Regions from separate parts of the Zea mays genome. Here region 2 is linked to region 1. A link is a contact called in public Hi-C data. All regions are on one chromosome and are shown on one strand. Each heading gives the region's core, a stretch centred on a gene start, on an enhancer-like site or on the middle of the called end of the contact. The rest is flanking DNA. Distances are from core to core; before and after follow the strand shown.

Region 1 (7,850 bases), core at 2,822-5,321:
CCGAGTGTAACACTCGGCAAATAGGCGCTTTGCCGAGTGTCAGGGTCATAACACTCGGCAAAGAGCACAGACCTGGGCACCGACTTAGGTTCTTTGCCGAGTGTTATGTCGCTGGCACTCGGCAAAGAGGTCAGCTTTGCCGAGTGCCGCATAGAACACTCGACAAAGAGCCTGACATGGGGACCCTCTCTGGCGGGCTCTTTGCCGAGTGTCCCAAGTGGCACTCGGCAAAGATGAATTCTTTGCCGAGTGCTGCCTGGACGACACTCGGCAAAGATAACTTCTTTGCTGAGTGTCACCAGGGACACTCGGCAAAGCCGCCGTCTCCGTCACCCGGCGCCGTAACAGCCGCTTTTCTTTGCCGAGTGTTCTCTGGGAGTCATCTCGATTGGATATAATTCCAGCTGCAGTATGCACTCCAATACGATCAGATACTGATCATAATTCCTTGCCATCTGCTGCTTTGCCGATCACATCCTCAGACATGTGCACAGCTGCGTGCCCATCGCATAACCATCCAACATTAACCAGCCCACCAGCTGCTACTTCTTCCAGCCCGCCAGCTGCTACTTCGCCCAGCCCGCCAGCTGCTACTTCTCCACTGCCAGCTGCTACTTCTCCACCATCTATGCTGCACATGCATGAGGACACGAACACAAATCCTGCTGAAACCTATCCAGCAGCCGTACATGCACCTCATGTGCACTCGCCTGACGCGTTGTCTGCTGATGCGCTTCCGCCTGCTACCGAGTCTGCTGCCGGCCCTACAGACTTGGTTATTTCTACCACGGCTCCAACTTCGACCATTGTCACTCGCCTTCGAAACAACATCAGCAAGCCTCTGCTGCATACCGATGGAACTATTCGGTATAATCCATCAAGTCGAAGTTTTGGCTTATCTGCTGTTCCTATGAATTATCATCATGCTCTAGCCAACGAAAAATGGCGCCTTGCCATGGATGCTGAGTATACTGCACTGATGCAAAATGGTACATGGTCCCTGGTTCCCAAGCCATCTGGACACAACATCATTAGTTGCAAATGGGTTTTTCGCATAAAGGAACACGCTGATGGCTCCGTGGATAAATACAAAGCTCGTCTTGTTGCTCGGGGATTCACTCAACAGCACGGCATTGATTACTTTGAGACGTTTAGTCCAGTCGTAAAAATGTCTACTGTCCGGCTTGTGCTCTCTATTGCCATATCTCGTCAATGGGATATCCGTCAACTTGATATTAGCAATGCTTTTCTTCATGGTGTTCTTAATGAGGATGTGTATATGCATCAGCCCCCGGGGTTTCAAGATCCTTCAAAACCTGGTTTTGTCTGCAAGCTTCATAAAGCTATATATGGGCTTAAACAGTCTTCTCGTGCATGGTACTCTCGTCTTAGTGATCGTCTCTGCCAGCTTGGTTTTGTTCCTTCGGTTGCTGACACTTCTCTCTTCACCTTTCATCAAGGCGCAGTTATCATGTATTTATTGGTTTATGTTGATGATATAATTATTGTTAGCTCTTCACCGTCCATCACTCAGCTTCTCTTGCAGCAGCTTTCAGTGACTTTTCCAGTCAAGGATCTTGGCCCTCTGCATTTTTTCTCGGCATTGAAGTGGCTTCCAATTCCGGGGGTATGACACTCACTCAGCAGAAATATGCCCGTGATATTCTTCGTCGCGCTGACATGGAGAATTGCAAGTCAGTCCCGACTCCCTTATGCGTTACTGACAAGCTTTCTCGACATCATGGCAACAAGCTAGGTGACAAAGACGCTTTTGTTTACCGCAGTATAGTTGGGGCTCTTCAGTATCTTACTCTCACTCGACCTGATTTATCTTTTGCGGTAAATAAAGTATGTCAGTTTCTCGCTCAGCCAGCCGATATTCATTGGGAAGCTGTAAAACGCATTCTTCGATTTGTAAAAGGAACACTTCATACTGGATTATATCTCCGAAAGACTGGTTCTACTTTATTGAGTATCTTTACAGATGCGGATTGGGCTGGTTGTATTGATGACCGACGTTCTACTGGGGGTTTTGTTATTTTCTTTGGTTCCAATCTTATATCCTGGAGCGCTCGCAAGCAACCTACAGTATCTCGTTCATCCACTGAGGCTGAATATAAAGCACTAGCTAATGGCACTGCTGAAGCTATCTGGATACAATCTTTGCTCAAAGAACTTCGTATTATGCAGCCACGTCCTCCTGTTCTTTGGTGTGATAATTTGGGAGCCACACACTTAAGCGCCAATCCTGTTTTTCATGGTCGAATAAAGCATGTTGAGGTGGATTTTCATTTTGTTAGAGAGAAAGTGGCTCTTGGAGCATTGCAGGTCCGGCTTATATCATCTGGAGATCAGATCGCTGATATATTTACTAAGCCTGCAACCAAACAGATGTTGGAGCGCAGTCGTTTCAATCTTAACCTTGTGTCCACCGGTTAAGATTGCAGGGGATGTTAGCATTCTGTTGTATAGCGTAGCCAAGGTTGTTAGCATCTATGCTAGATTAACTCCTAGATTAGCTCCTAGACGGTTTTAGTTTTGTATCTATCCTGTGCACATGCTATCTATATAAAGAAACAAAGCAAGCACCGAGGTGCTGTGCCACCAATTATATTCTTACTATTGCATTGTTCAACTATCGCCGCCCACCACGTCCCTGAGCGTCAACCTGTCGCCGCCGCCGCCCTCCGCTCGAGTAACGAATGTATTCCACTAAATTTTCAATACTGATATGGATTTCGATTTGTGAAATGTATTCCACTAAATTTTCAATACCGATATGGATTTCGATTTGTGTAATAAAATGAGTTCGATACATATAATATTTTTTCATTCTTAGGAATAATTAGTAATAATATGAGAAACGAGCTTATTACACTAATTTTATATGGATTTATTCCAGTAAATTTGATACACCGCCTCATATGAATTGATTCTAGAAACCAAACAAACCTTAGTTTAGAGAAGATCCACAAGTTCAAAAAGTTAAGCTTACAGGTGTCCCAAAAGTTTACAAAATGGATCCAGGCGCGAAGGGATCCAAATAGAGGCAGACTCATGACCACGACGGTCCAAACGAGTCGAATTTATTATTAACGCACGTAAAACGGTACTAGGATACAAGTACAGACGTCAACTATATACTACACTGTTACATCATCCTCCCCTCGTTCATATCCGCCGCCGCCACGACAGCCTCGGCGACGCCACCGCCGGCCCCCTTCCCCACGTTGCGCGCCGCGGCAGCCGCCACCTTCTCGGCGTCCTCCCTCGTGGCCACCTTGTCGGCGGCCATCGCCGCCGCGGCGTCGCCGCCCACCACGTCCCTGAGCGTCACCCTGTCGCCACCGCCGCCGTCCTCCGCTCGCTTCGCGTTCGTCTCCGCGGCCTGCTGCGCGGCGGCCGCCACGCCGCCGCGTACGTTGCCGCCCAGCCCCGTCGCGCGCGCCTCGGCGGCCTGCAGCGCCGCAGCGTCGGCGAGGTCCACGGGCTTGTCGCCCGCCGACGTCTGCGCCGCGGCATGGAGGGCCTCGCCGAGGGTGACCGCGTCCGTGGCCTCCGCGACCTTGGTGTCCGGCACGGGCACGGTGAACTGTGCCATCACCTGCAGGAGCGCGCGCGTTTCGAAGATCCGGCCATCGTCTTTCGTTCGTATATGCAGTACTGTACTACAAGATGGTGCGTGCGTGCAACTTATTACGACGACGTACCTGGCCGCCTGCGCTGGCGGTGACCATGCGTCTGCCGGCGGGAAGATCTGTCTGGTCGACGTGGAGGGCGCCGCCCCGCTGATCTCCTTGTTCAATGATCTTGTCCCGCTCGTGGCTCGCCTCTCGCTTGACGGCGGTCGGTGGGTAGACGTCGCCGGTGCGGACGGGCTGGGCCTGGTGGTGGTTCATGCTGCCGACCTCCGGACTCGCGATCGCAATCTGTTTGGATACCTGGGCAAAACAGCCAAGAAATTTAAGGATCGCAACTCTGTTTGGCTAGCTCCGAGAGGCATAGCTGTGCAGCAGAAGCACACGAGGTGTATATACACTCCTCCTATACTATAACTATAAATTAAATTATTGGTGCTATACGTGGCACATGGTGTTCGCATATGCATGGTGCCTGCTGCATGTTCACGTCTTATAGCGACACGTCTAGTCGAGATGCGTGCGTGTAGGTTAGTCTGAGTGACAGAGAGTGGCAAATAAAGGTTTGGTACGTGCTACCCGGCCCGTAGATCTGCATATGACACGCTGTGCTCGTTCGCTTTGACACCTGGGCGGAGCCGCAGAGCGGATGCTTGCTAAGTTGCTATGTGCGCTAAGGGTTTAGATGGATGTTCAGTATTTTTTTTTAGTTTTTAAATAATATTATGGTTTATAGAAATATTAAAGTATGTGAAACAGTTCGGTTAAAACGCTCGTAAAACTATGGTTCCAACAGCCGTTTATCTAGGTCTCAGCTAAACAAATCTCCTTCTCCTTAATATATCTGGGGTTTATCCCCTCCCGGCCAGAGAGCTTCTCCACAGTTTGTACTGCTCAACCCCAACCAAAAGCTCAGTCCATTTTAGATATTGACATATTTGCATTTTTATGCAACTTCCCCACTTGCATTTTTACAAATCTTAGTATCAAAAGAGTGAGATCCATCTACCTTTTGCAAATTCCTCATTAAGATGTCAACAATGGATGTAATATTGCCCAAATCATAAATGATTGTTCACTCATTTGTTTATTAATTGTATGGACCATGATATCTAAGAGGAGATTGAATCAGACAACTTAAATCTACTACTTAAACTAAGGCTTCTAAATTTACTTAGTCAAATCATATCCAATAAGCAAACTATCTATATACAACTATAATTTTGACTAAGTGTATTGATATCTCTACCACAAAAAAGTCATACAACCTAGTTTCCAAACCTATTAAACAAGATAGAAAGGTAAGCACACACAACTAAAATTTACACAATAAAAATGTGAAAGTTAGAAGACGATGGAGATATAAACTTCTATGGATGACTTTAGTATTTTTACTAAGGTATGAAGAAGGGTGCAAGGTTTTCTAGTTTTTTGTCGGAGCCCATTGCAAGGAAGCCCATGTGAGAGCACCCACCTCCAGGTAAATCTATGGATCGCCTCAAGCCTTCGCACACATAAATGGGTCTCCAGAATAGCTTTTCAAATATCATTGTCCTCATTTTATCTAGTACACAGTGGTGACTACGCCACAAAAGCATTTGATATGATCTCAAAAGATTACACAAGCCTCTCCTAGTACTACTGCAATGGTACACCCAAGCACCAAAGGATAAGAGGTATACAAACCTCACTTAAACAATAGGCCTAAACCAAAGCGATGTAAGTCATGGCCTAACTAAACTAATGTAACACCATGGTTTTTGCTTTAATAAAATTGTTTCAAAAGAACTATGCGCAGATATCGCACTTGTACAGTGTTTTGACAGAGAAAATGTTTAGAAAGACATTTTGTAACATCTATCTCGCACAGGAGGTTTTTCCTAATCTTTCTGGAGGCGTTAGTTTTTCCTTTTCTCTAAGCCAAGACATTCACGTTGAAAGTTTATCATAATCTTTCCTTGATCTCTAATCTTTTTAGGGCTTATTCGTTTTGCTCTTAATCCAGATGGATTGGATGGAGTTAGGTAGAGGTTTAAATTCCAAACAAATCAAAATCTTTTATAAATTTTTCCAATCACATCCAATGTAACACCCGGATTTTAGGGGTCCAAAACCCGGGCGCTAACAAAAACACCAGGTATGCTGGGACCAAGTCTCACACATATGATGTAAAGTGGCACAGGATCGAATGTCACATCTTTATATATAACAGGAGTTCTATACAAATAATAGTTACATTATAAGAAGACAACGGTCCAGCAACCCAAAGTTGACTGGGAGACGACGACCTAGACCACTCACGAACTCATCGCAGCATCTTCCATGAGCATCATCCTGCAGTACCTGGTCTTGACCTGTGGTGTATGTGAGACAGCAAGAGTGAGCTCACATACGTTCATCGCTCAACAAGTTGTGGGGAATAATGTGCAGGAACTCGCCAAAGGTGGGAGCTCACGTGAAGTGTAAGGCTTACCAAAGAGGATGGTTAGAGCTGAGCATTGCTTTTAAAGTTGGTCAAAATTTTATTAGCAATTACTAAGTATAAGTAAATACCAACCCAATTAAATAGTAGAACAAAAGTAACAAACTCACCTGCGATGCAATGCATATGACAAATTGAGTTTAAGTTCCATAATTTAATCATGTGAGTGTCCGAGCCGCTCATGACCGTGAGCACGGCTAGTATACCAGTTTTACACTCTGCAGAGGTTGCGCATCTTTACCCACAAGTCATGTTACCCATCTGCCAAGGGATCGCGACTTCCCATACACCTCTACCGAGGAGGCGAGGCAGGGTAACACTACGAGGCCTTTACAAAGTTCCACTAGCTTCAGAAAACCCGCTACAGTTTATAGGAAGCTCCAATGCAGGAATCCCTTGCAGGACCGCCATCACAGCAAAATCCTCCCGAGGGCCTCCCCAGGAATCCCTTGCAGGACCGCCATCACAGCAAAATCCTCCCGAGGGCCTTCCCAGGAATCCCTTGCAGGACCGCCATCACAGCAAAATCCTCCCGAGGGCCTCCCTACACTGACCACTCCCCTACTGCCCTTGCCCCTTTCGGGTAAGGTAGTCTTCCACTAGCTTTCCTAATTAATCGGCCAAGGGCGTCCCATTAAACCCTTGTGGTAGCACTGTTTTCCCGGGTGGTTCTCCATGTTCCAATTAACATAATGATCTTATCATGAACAGTGATAATAAACAGATAATAAAAGTGTGATCATGAATAATGTATCTTCATACCCAAAACCACATAAAGCACTAGCAAGTACTACCCAAAAAGTTCAGTGGTAAACAAGGTATAAAGATAGACAAACTAGGGTAACCTATTGGGTCCCATCAAATTAACCTATGCAGATCATTATGATTAATTAGAACATGAGTGGGTAAAAAGAAGTGATCAAGGGCACAACTTGCCTGGCACTTGAGAATCCAGGTACCAACTTGCTTTTCAGATGACACGTGTCCTCGCTCTAGTCGTAGCAATACAAACAAACATTGTATAGGCAAAATTAACATTACACCAAGCATGTATAAAAAATACACAGTAATAATCTAGACATTAAAATAAGATCACAGGAACTGGAATCATTAAATTTGGAGGTATAGATTTTAAGTTATGGATTTTCTAAGGTTTTATGCATTTAATATAAGATTAAGTGGAAAATAGATTTAAATGTGTATTTCATGTAAAAACAGTGGTACTATTTAATAGATAATAATATTACCAAATTATAGGAACTGGAATGGTCCAATTTGGAGTTCATATGCATTTTCTATGAATTAAACTAGTTTCTGCAATTAAATTTGTACTAAAAACTATTTTCTAAACTATTTTCCTGGTTTTATTAATTATCTGGACTAGGCCTCGAATACTAAAAACTGCAGGGGCTAGCGGGTAATTTAAACCAGACTCAGTGAATAATACCCACAGGACGGCGGGTTAGTTATCAAATAGCCGAAGGGCTCATTTGTAATTCAGCCAACGAAGCGGTATCGTGCAGTGTTGACCGTTGGATCATGCGTAGACGGCGCAGATTAGATCAATCCACCGATCGAAACGGTACGCCTTGCCCACGGTTGGATCATGATCCAACGGCCCACGGAGCACCACGCCATCACTAAATCCGACTCGTACGCCCGAGATCCAACAATGCAGATCAAAGCTTCGCCTATCAATACGTGGGCTAAATCCGGACCGTCCCCGTGTG
Region 2 (7,850 bases), core at 1,787-4,286, 160 kb after region 1:
CCCCCACAGGAGAAGAACATGTGGTTCAAGAGGAGCCACATAACGAGGAGTTCGATTTGATCTAGGTGGCATCTCCTAGTTGACTTTATGGCGCCAAGGATGGACTTTAGTTTGTTTTATATTTATTTGTAAGACTTCCGCTATGTAATAAGTACTCTGATTATATTGCGACATTTATCTCTATACACTCTGTTATTATATGTGTTGTCTTCTTTGGCGCATATATGAGATGCACCCGACTTTGTCCCTTAAAACCGGGTGTGACATCCACCATCAATTTTGGTCGTTGTTGGGTATCGAGTATTGTAATGTACTTTTTCTGTCATAAAACACAACCATGTAGGGCTTATGAAAGTATTGTTTCATCATCACCCCCTCGAATGTTCAACTTCAGATATTTGTACCCATCATAGATCTTGTCAACGCTAACAACTACGTATCCGGTTGAGATTTTGGCACATGGTAATTTATCCTTGTGTGTGGTGGTGACGCCATACCATAATCCACTTTACCTTTTTAGTTTTCTAATGGCTATATATAACTCATAAGCCATTGGACGCTGTATATCATCCATTGGGTATTATTATTTTGGGGGAGTTCTGTGGAAGCGTAACTACTTCGTGGGCTTTTTGAGCTGACCATGTCGATAGGAGGAGGCATCAACCCTTGTTGTATTAGTTGTCTAACAGAAATTGCCACTTGGCGCTGAACCTCGTCTCGAATGGAAGCTTTTGTTCTAGCAAGTTCTTCCTCAAGATTTTAGACTATGTACTCCTCCTTGGCTTTGCCTCCTTGTTAACTTCTGTATGTGTCAATGCTCTAAGCTAAGCCAAACTTCCATAGCAAACTCCTATATCCTCTTGTACGACCTAGGTGCTCTAGCTAGTTCATTTAGGGCAAGTGTTAGTTCATCATTTTATCTATTGTGGACAAATTCCCCTTAGGACGTCTTATCCACAACATCTATTATCTTTTATGTCACATCTTTGATGTTATCTGTGTAAGATAAGATGCCATCCTTAGAGACATTGCCCCATGGTTGCAGTACCAATGTCTCAAGTGTTTTGACCGTTCACGATTTTCTAAGATAACACCTCTCTATTTGATGCTAAACTCCATTTTTGCCCACTTCTCCCCACCTATTTTGTAACCTCTAGGCCCTACTATATGGAAGTACCCCTTCTTATTGGTGTTTATTTTATTTATTGATGCCTTGTCCTAGCCTTATTCAGTTGTCTTATAATGAAGGAACTTGTCCTAGTGTCCTATGTACTTCAAAAAGTTTGGCAAAATATGGTGTCTTTCCATCTTTCTTAAGGTTTGGTATAAATTCTTATGATTCTAGAATAGGATGGCCATTTTCTTCATGGTCTATTCTCTTTTGTTTTACTCTCTCACTTTCCTCGTTGATTGCGAATTTTGCCTTCACTTCTCTCTAGGGCATTTCAGAAACTTGGCTAGAGGGGATGAATAGACAAAACCTGAAATTTCACTTAAACAATCCAAAACTTGATTAGAGATTATGATATTAAGTAGCACAATACTTATATAATGTTGCTAATGAATATAAGTATGAAACTGAACTTAGCAACACTATAAAAGGAAGGTCCAGGGCTCTCGTATGAGAAGGTTGGCCGCGCGGGAGAACAGGCCGACGCGTAAGTCCCTCGCTCTCTCCCACACGGACGCTTGTAACCCCCTACTGCAAGCGCACCCGACCTGGGCGCAGGACAACACGAAGGCCGCGGGTTTCCCCTTTTGCCTGTCTCCTTCCCCCCTTCGTGCTCCGTCTCGCGCCGACCCATCTGGGCTGGGACACGCGGCGACAATTTACTCATCGGTCCAGGGACCCCCGGGGTCGAAACGCCGATAGTAATTTTACAACATTGTTCGATAGTTTCTCAATCAACCAGTAATTTCGTTTACACACTGAGAAAAGAACAACAACTATGTAATGATTGTCTAGTTACTCACTAATTTTACAGTAAATACTCAATAATTTTGCAGCATTTGTTTAGTAATTTCTCAATCACACAGTAAATTCATTTTACACATTGAGAAAAGAACAACAATTATGTAGTAATTGTCTAGTTACTCAGTAATTTACAACATTTCTCCAGTAATTTCCCAATCACTCATAAATTTCATTTCCACACTGAGAAAAGAAACAACTTTACGGTGATTATCTAGTTACCCGGTAATTTTTCAATAATCACTTGGTAATTTTACAACATTTGTTTAGTAATTTCTCAATCACATAGTAATTTCATTTCACACTGAGAAAAGAACGACATTTATTTTTGCATTGCTAGTTACTGAATGTTTCCAGAAATGACTGAATACAATTATTTAGCTTGTTCCCTTGGCATTCGTACCGGCTCCTACAATGTTTTTATCTCTATGAATTGTAGCTGCAACAGTCCAAACAACCGGCTTTAATCCGAAGCGAACAAAGTTTCTAGAAAATTATTGAACGTTTCTAGAGATGGCTAAATAAATTACTGAACGTTTCATCAGTAATTTTTTACAATAACAATTACTATGATTACTGATAATTGCTGAAATTGAACCATGAATGTCTGAAAAAGCATACATTACTGAAAGATGATGTGGCGCACAAGTCCATGGAGCAAAATGCAGTGTGTACGTCCTATATATCCTTTTATGGATTGCGTATCCGAAACAGTTTGGTAGACTGGCTGGTTCGATCAGCTAGGTGATGATTATTCATCCTAAAATGTCTTAAAAATTTAAGCTTCAAGTCTTTTTTTAAGAAGAAAAAACACGTCACATACAATAATTCATTAGCTACGAAGGCGCCGGGTAGCCAAAAACCGCGCGCCGTTTGGGCAAGGCCCAACCCAGCCAGCCAGAGAGGCGCCCCGTTGGAATCCTGATTGGGAGCGCTGGGACGGAACCGAACGCGTTGCCATTAGCTGTCGCTGGGACGGAACCGGAACGTTTCGCTAGCCCTCGTTCCCGTTCGGCCTTGACAACCCCACCCCACCCCACCCCCAAGTTCCCAACGCAGAGGATCGAACCGAATCCTCCGCAACTCGCCGCCGCCGGGACCGACCGACCCGGTCCTATCGATCGAGGATGTCGTACGCCTACCTCTTCAAGTACATCATCATCGGCGACACAGGTCCGTCGCTCCCTCGCTCCCGAACCCGCTGCTCCTCTGATCCCCGCCGCCCTGCCCCGCGCGGGGGGGATTGGATCCACGTGGCTGGGGATCTGCTGCTCGGGTGTCGTGTGATCGTCGGTGTCGGTAGATACGAGCGGCGATTGATAGGTTGGTTGGTTGTTTGTGTTGCAGGCGTGGGGAAGTCGTGCCTGCTGCTGCAGTTCACGGACAAGCGCTTCCAGCCCGTGCACGACCTCACCATCGGCGTCGAATTCGGCGCCCGCATGATCACCATTGAAAATAAGCCCATCAAGCTCCAGATTTGGGACACGGTCCGTCCTTCTCCTCTCTCGTTCTCTCTTTTTCCTGCCCTCTTCATGGTGTCGTTTAGGCTGTGTGCAATGTTAGCAGTTTTAAGCAACGCTTTCGGTAGGAATTTCAAAACAATTCAGAAATAAGGCAGTTAGAGTATTGGCCCTTGGGATCCTTTATTGTCGATGATACTTATGTTCATCTTGTGGTTTGCCGTACTGACTTGATAATGTTTTGATTTTGGAATCAGACTCCGTCAGTTCTTTAACATCCAGCCGCTCTGTGCAAAATTGTGTTATCCTTTTGCATATTCTTTCGATTTTCTTTTTCGAAATGGGATACTCTGCTTTTATAGAACGCTAATAAGGTTATATGCATGTATCGGCCATACTATTTGGCTTATAAAAACATCCCAAACTTAGGCTGCCACTATCAAATCAACCAGCATCTATCGAGATACTGACAAAGCACTGGACTACAACAAGATATGGGGCTTTAGTCTATTTTGATTATATGTTATTACTCCCTGTTTCCAAATGGAATTCTACTGGCAGTACTAGAAGAAGCATAGTCTCATGCATTCTAAATTGCAAGTACAATAGCTGATTTCATTCATATTTATATGAACTTAAGGAAATTATATAGTGATGTAAGAAAATATCTCCTCTTAGATAATTGCACCTACATTTATCTCAAATGTATGTAATTGCAACACTTTTGATTGCAAGGATACCTTCGGTAATTGTTCCGATGGTCTGACTACATGTTTTCAAGAATTTAACATTTGTAACAAGGGTATTGTAACATGTAAAGCCTTTTTTATTAGTATTTCCCACATTAGTTCGAGTTTCAGAATCTGTTTATCTATATAATTGTTTGGTTTGTTCATCATGTGGTATGTTCATGTTGCCTTTTGCTTCTTTGTTTAGGAGTATGGTTTTAATTAACTACACTGCAACATATTCATTACTTTTTTTGTTGAGTGATGTCATGAAGCGCTAAGCGCTATATTCTCAATTAGTTATGACTTGAATTTCAGGCTGGCCAAGAATCATTCAGATCTATTACTAGATCATACTACAGAGGTGCTGCTGGTGCCCTTTTGGTTTATGATATTACTAGGTACTTATTATTTGGTTTTTTTGGTTATATATATATATATATATATATATATATATATATATATATATATATATATATATATATATATATATATATATATATATATATATCATTTACGGTCACTGATGATTCTTCTGTTTGAGTCACTCGACTTCAGGAGGGAGACCTTCAATCATCTCGCAAGTTGGTTAGAAGATGCAAGGCAGCATGCAAATGCTAACATGACTGTGATGCTGATTGGAAACAAGTGTGATCTTTCTCATAGACGTGCTGTCAGCTATGAGGAAGGTGAACAGTTTGCCAAGGAGCATGGTCTGGTCTTTATGGAGGCATCTGCTAAAACTGCACAAAACGTTGAGGAGGTGAATTGTTCACCCTACTACATGTTTACTACTATTGCCCACTAGTGTCTTTTCTAACCATTTTAACATCTTTTTCTGATGTAGGCATTCATTAAGACCGCTGGTACAATATACAAGAAAATCCAAGATGGCATATTTGATGTATCAAATGAGGTTAGATTTTAGTTACTTCCTTTCCTTTCTCAAGTGTTTGTTCAAGGTTGTGCTAAGCATTGGTAATTACTGAAATGACAAGTTTATAGCACAGTAATAATTCATTTAATGTGTGATTGGTCTTAAATTTTGTCACTGATTTGCATGATTATTGCAAACTTGCCACTAGAAATTGTAAAAATCAACAAAAGAAAAGGAATTGACATTCAAGTCACATTTTTGAACAAAACCAAAAAAACCTCTTATACTCTTCACTGCCCCCAAATCCTTTTCTGTATAAATCTACAGGAATGTTGAAGTTTTTCTAGAAACCTGTAGAAGATTGATTAAAATGTTTGTGGCTTATCTGATGCATTTGCTTACTTGTTCATTCAAGACCAGTTGAACTACCATGTGAACCATATGATGTTATGTACTCCCTCCATTTTAGATTATAAAATGTTGTCTTTTCTAGATACATTGTTTTTATTACGCATCTAGACATAGTGTATCTATGTGCATAGCAAAATCCATGAATCTAGAAAAGCCAAAAGTTCCCGGTGTGACGCGGACAAGCAGCCATCCGGCGGGTAGAAGGCATGGGGTTCCTTGCAGCCACACACTGTATAACACCACCGCATTCTGTCACCGACCTTTGCGAGGGCGTCTTTGCTGGTTGTTGTTGCGACCACTCCCAGATCTCGACACCCGCTAGACTACACCACAGGATGCATGCAGCCATGACCACCAGCACAGCTCGAGGACGGGCTATCTTGAAGGAGTGTAGCAGTGTTAGTATCATGGCAAGTGGAGCCGTTTGGATAAGGAAAGAAAAATAAGATTGATTTGGTGGAAAGAGATAACTTAGATTTATTTGGTTAGGTGTTGTGAACTCTGCTGCGATGCGCAGGGCGGGGAGGAGTACACCACGAAGGGTGGGATATCAAGGTGGATTGAGTAGAAGAACGCAGGGAATAAGGTACTCTGTGTGGCGGCTGGGAGCTGAGATCACCAGATGGCGTAGGGTTTGCCAGGGTGATCAAGCAGCCCCACCCACAGGTACAACTTCTTTGATAATCTCCTAGTACAATCTAAGGCCACCTTTATAGCTTAGGTGCCTAACCATATTACAGATTTTCTAGGGGATAAGATAACTCTCCCGGGAGGATAAGCCTCCTTAATTATTGCCTAACTTTTAGTACTTCTTAACAAACTAAATCTGGCGCCTAGCATAATGCCTTCCCACAAAAGAATCTACAACACTTCCCCCCTCCCCAACAAACAGCTCGTCCGCGAGCGCCACATGTGGATATTAGCGTTTAAATGCCTCAACTTCTTCCCATGACGTATCTGCTTCTGAGCGCCCTATCCATTTTACCAGCAGCTCCCAGACTCCTCTATTCAGCCTTGCTCGGAGGACCTTCTCAGGAGATGGAATAACCCGCCCATGTAACAAGGGTGGTAAGGGAACCAGCTGTGTTGGCACGGTGCCTTCGAACTTCTTCAGGAGAGCAACATGGAAAACGTCATGAATGCGTGCATTTGGTGGTAGTTGCAGCTTGTAGGACACCTCCCCTATCTTTTGTGTGATTTGATATGGACCATACAATTTTGGTCCCAACTTGGAGGGAGAAGCCGTAGTGACCCCTACAGCCGTTCGCTGTTGTAGCCGTAGCCAGACCCAATCTCCCACACTGAATTCCACTTCTCTGCGACGCTGATCCTGGTAGCTTTTCATAGTGACTTGAGCTTGCACTAGACGTGCTTTGATTTCCTCAAGAAATGCATCTTTGTCCTGCAGCTGGACATCAACGACTGCTACCTTGGAGTTCCCTGGCTGGTAGGAAACCATAGGAGGAGGGTCCCTGCCATACACTACTTTGAATGACGAGCACTTTAGAGCCGACTGATATGATGAATTATAGGAATATTCAGCCCATGGAAGCCACTTCAACCACGATTTAGGCCGATCCCCAGCGAGACAGCGGAGGTACATAGTTATAATCCGGTTCACCACTTCTGATTGACCATCTGATTGTGGGTGAAAGGCTGAGCTCATCTGTAACTTAACCCTGGCCATGTGAAACAGTTCAGTCCAAAACTGGCTAGTGAAAACTGTGTCCCGATCACTTACAATGGAACATGGTAGACCATGGAGTTTGACAATATCATCGAAGAAAGCCTTCGCCACTGAGACTGCCGTGTAGGGGTGGCCCAAGGCAATGAAATGGCCATACTTTGAGAATCGGTCTACAACTGTCAGCACTACTGACTTGCCACCAACCTTTGGAAAGCCCTCAATGAAGTCCATTGATATGTCAGCCCAAACCATAGAAGGAATGGGCAAGGGTTGCAACAAACCAGCTGGATGAAGGTGCTGAGTCTTGTTGCGTTGGCAAACTGCACAACTGCGCACGAACTCACGTACCCGGTGGAGTGCTTTTGGACTGTAAAAAGATGTTCTCCACCTGTGAATTATCTTTTGCACGCCTTCATGACTAGATTCATGAGCTTGGGCAAGAAGTACAGACCATAATGACGACGTCTCTGGAATGAATACTTTGCCCTTGAACCGTAGCAGACCATCCGTTGTAGTCCAACCCGGACTAGCAGTGTCATCAGCCAACTGCTTGCAGATTGCAGCCACCTGTGAATCAGTTTCAGCTTCTGCCTTTAAAGTAGCAAATAAATCAAAGGCGAGGAGATGGTGTACATAGTTCCCATATCCTCATCCCGACGAGACAGCGCATCTGCTGCACCATTGAGTTTGCCTGACCGGTATTCCACCGTGATGT

Evidence for each region. A called contact is a pair of places that touch in the nucleus more often than the background predicts.
Region 2: a Hi-C map of ear shows a contact between it and region 1, with 2.6 times the contacts expected there. The contact joins the promoter of LOC100217047 here to the promoter of LOC100280847 in region 1. A contact is called at or near these places in 2 of 25 Hi-C or Micro-C datasets (ear and tassel).

The regions. Positions count from the first base shown.
Region 1 is chr5:182,152,551-182,160,400 of Zm-B73-REFERENCE-NAM-5.0, forward strand. It overlaps LOC100280847 (late embryogenesis abundant protein D-34), which reads right to left and starts at 4,072. Exons shown (of 2, transcript NM_001153767.2): 1 at 3,711-4,072; 2 at 2,971-3,604. The coding sequence starts at 3,899. The coding sequence ends at 3,152.
Region 2 is chr5:182,314,017-182,321,866 of Zm-B73-REFERENCE-NAM-5.0, forward strand. LOC100217047 (Ras-related protein RABB1a) reads left to right here and starts at 3,037. Exons shown (of 6, transcript NM_001143419.1): 1 at 3,037-3,145; 2 at 3,320-3,459; 3 at 4,479-4,561; 4 at 4,719-4,923; 5 at 5,008-5,076. The coding sequence starts at 3,100.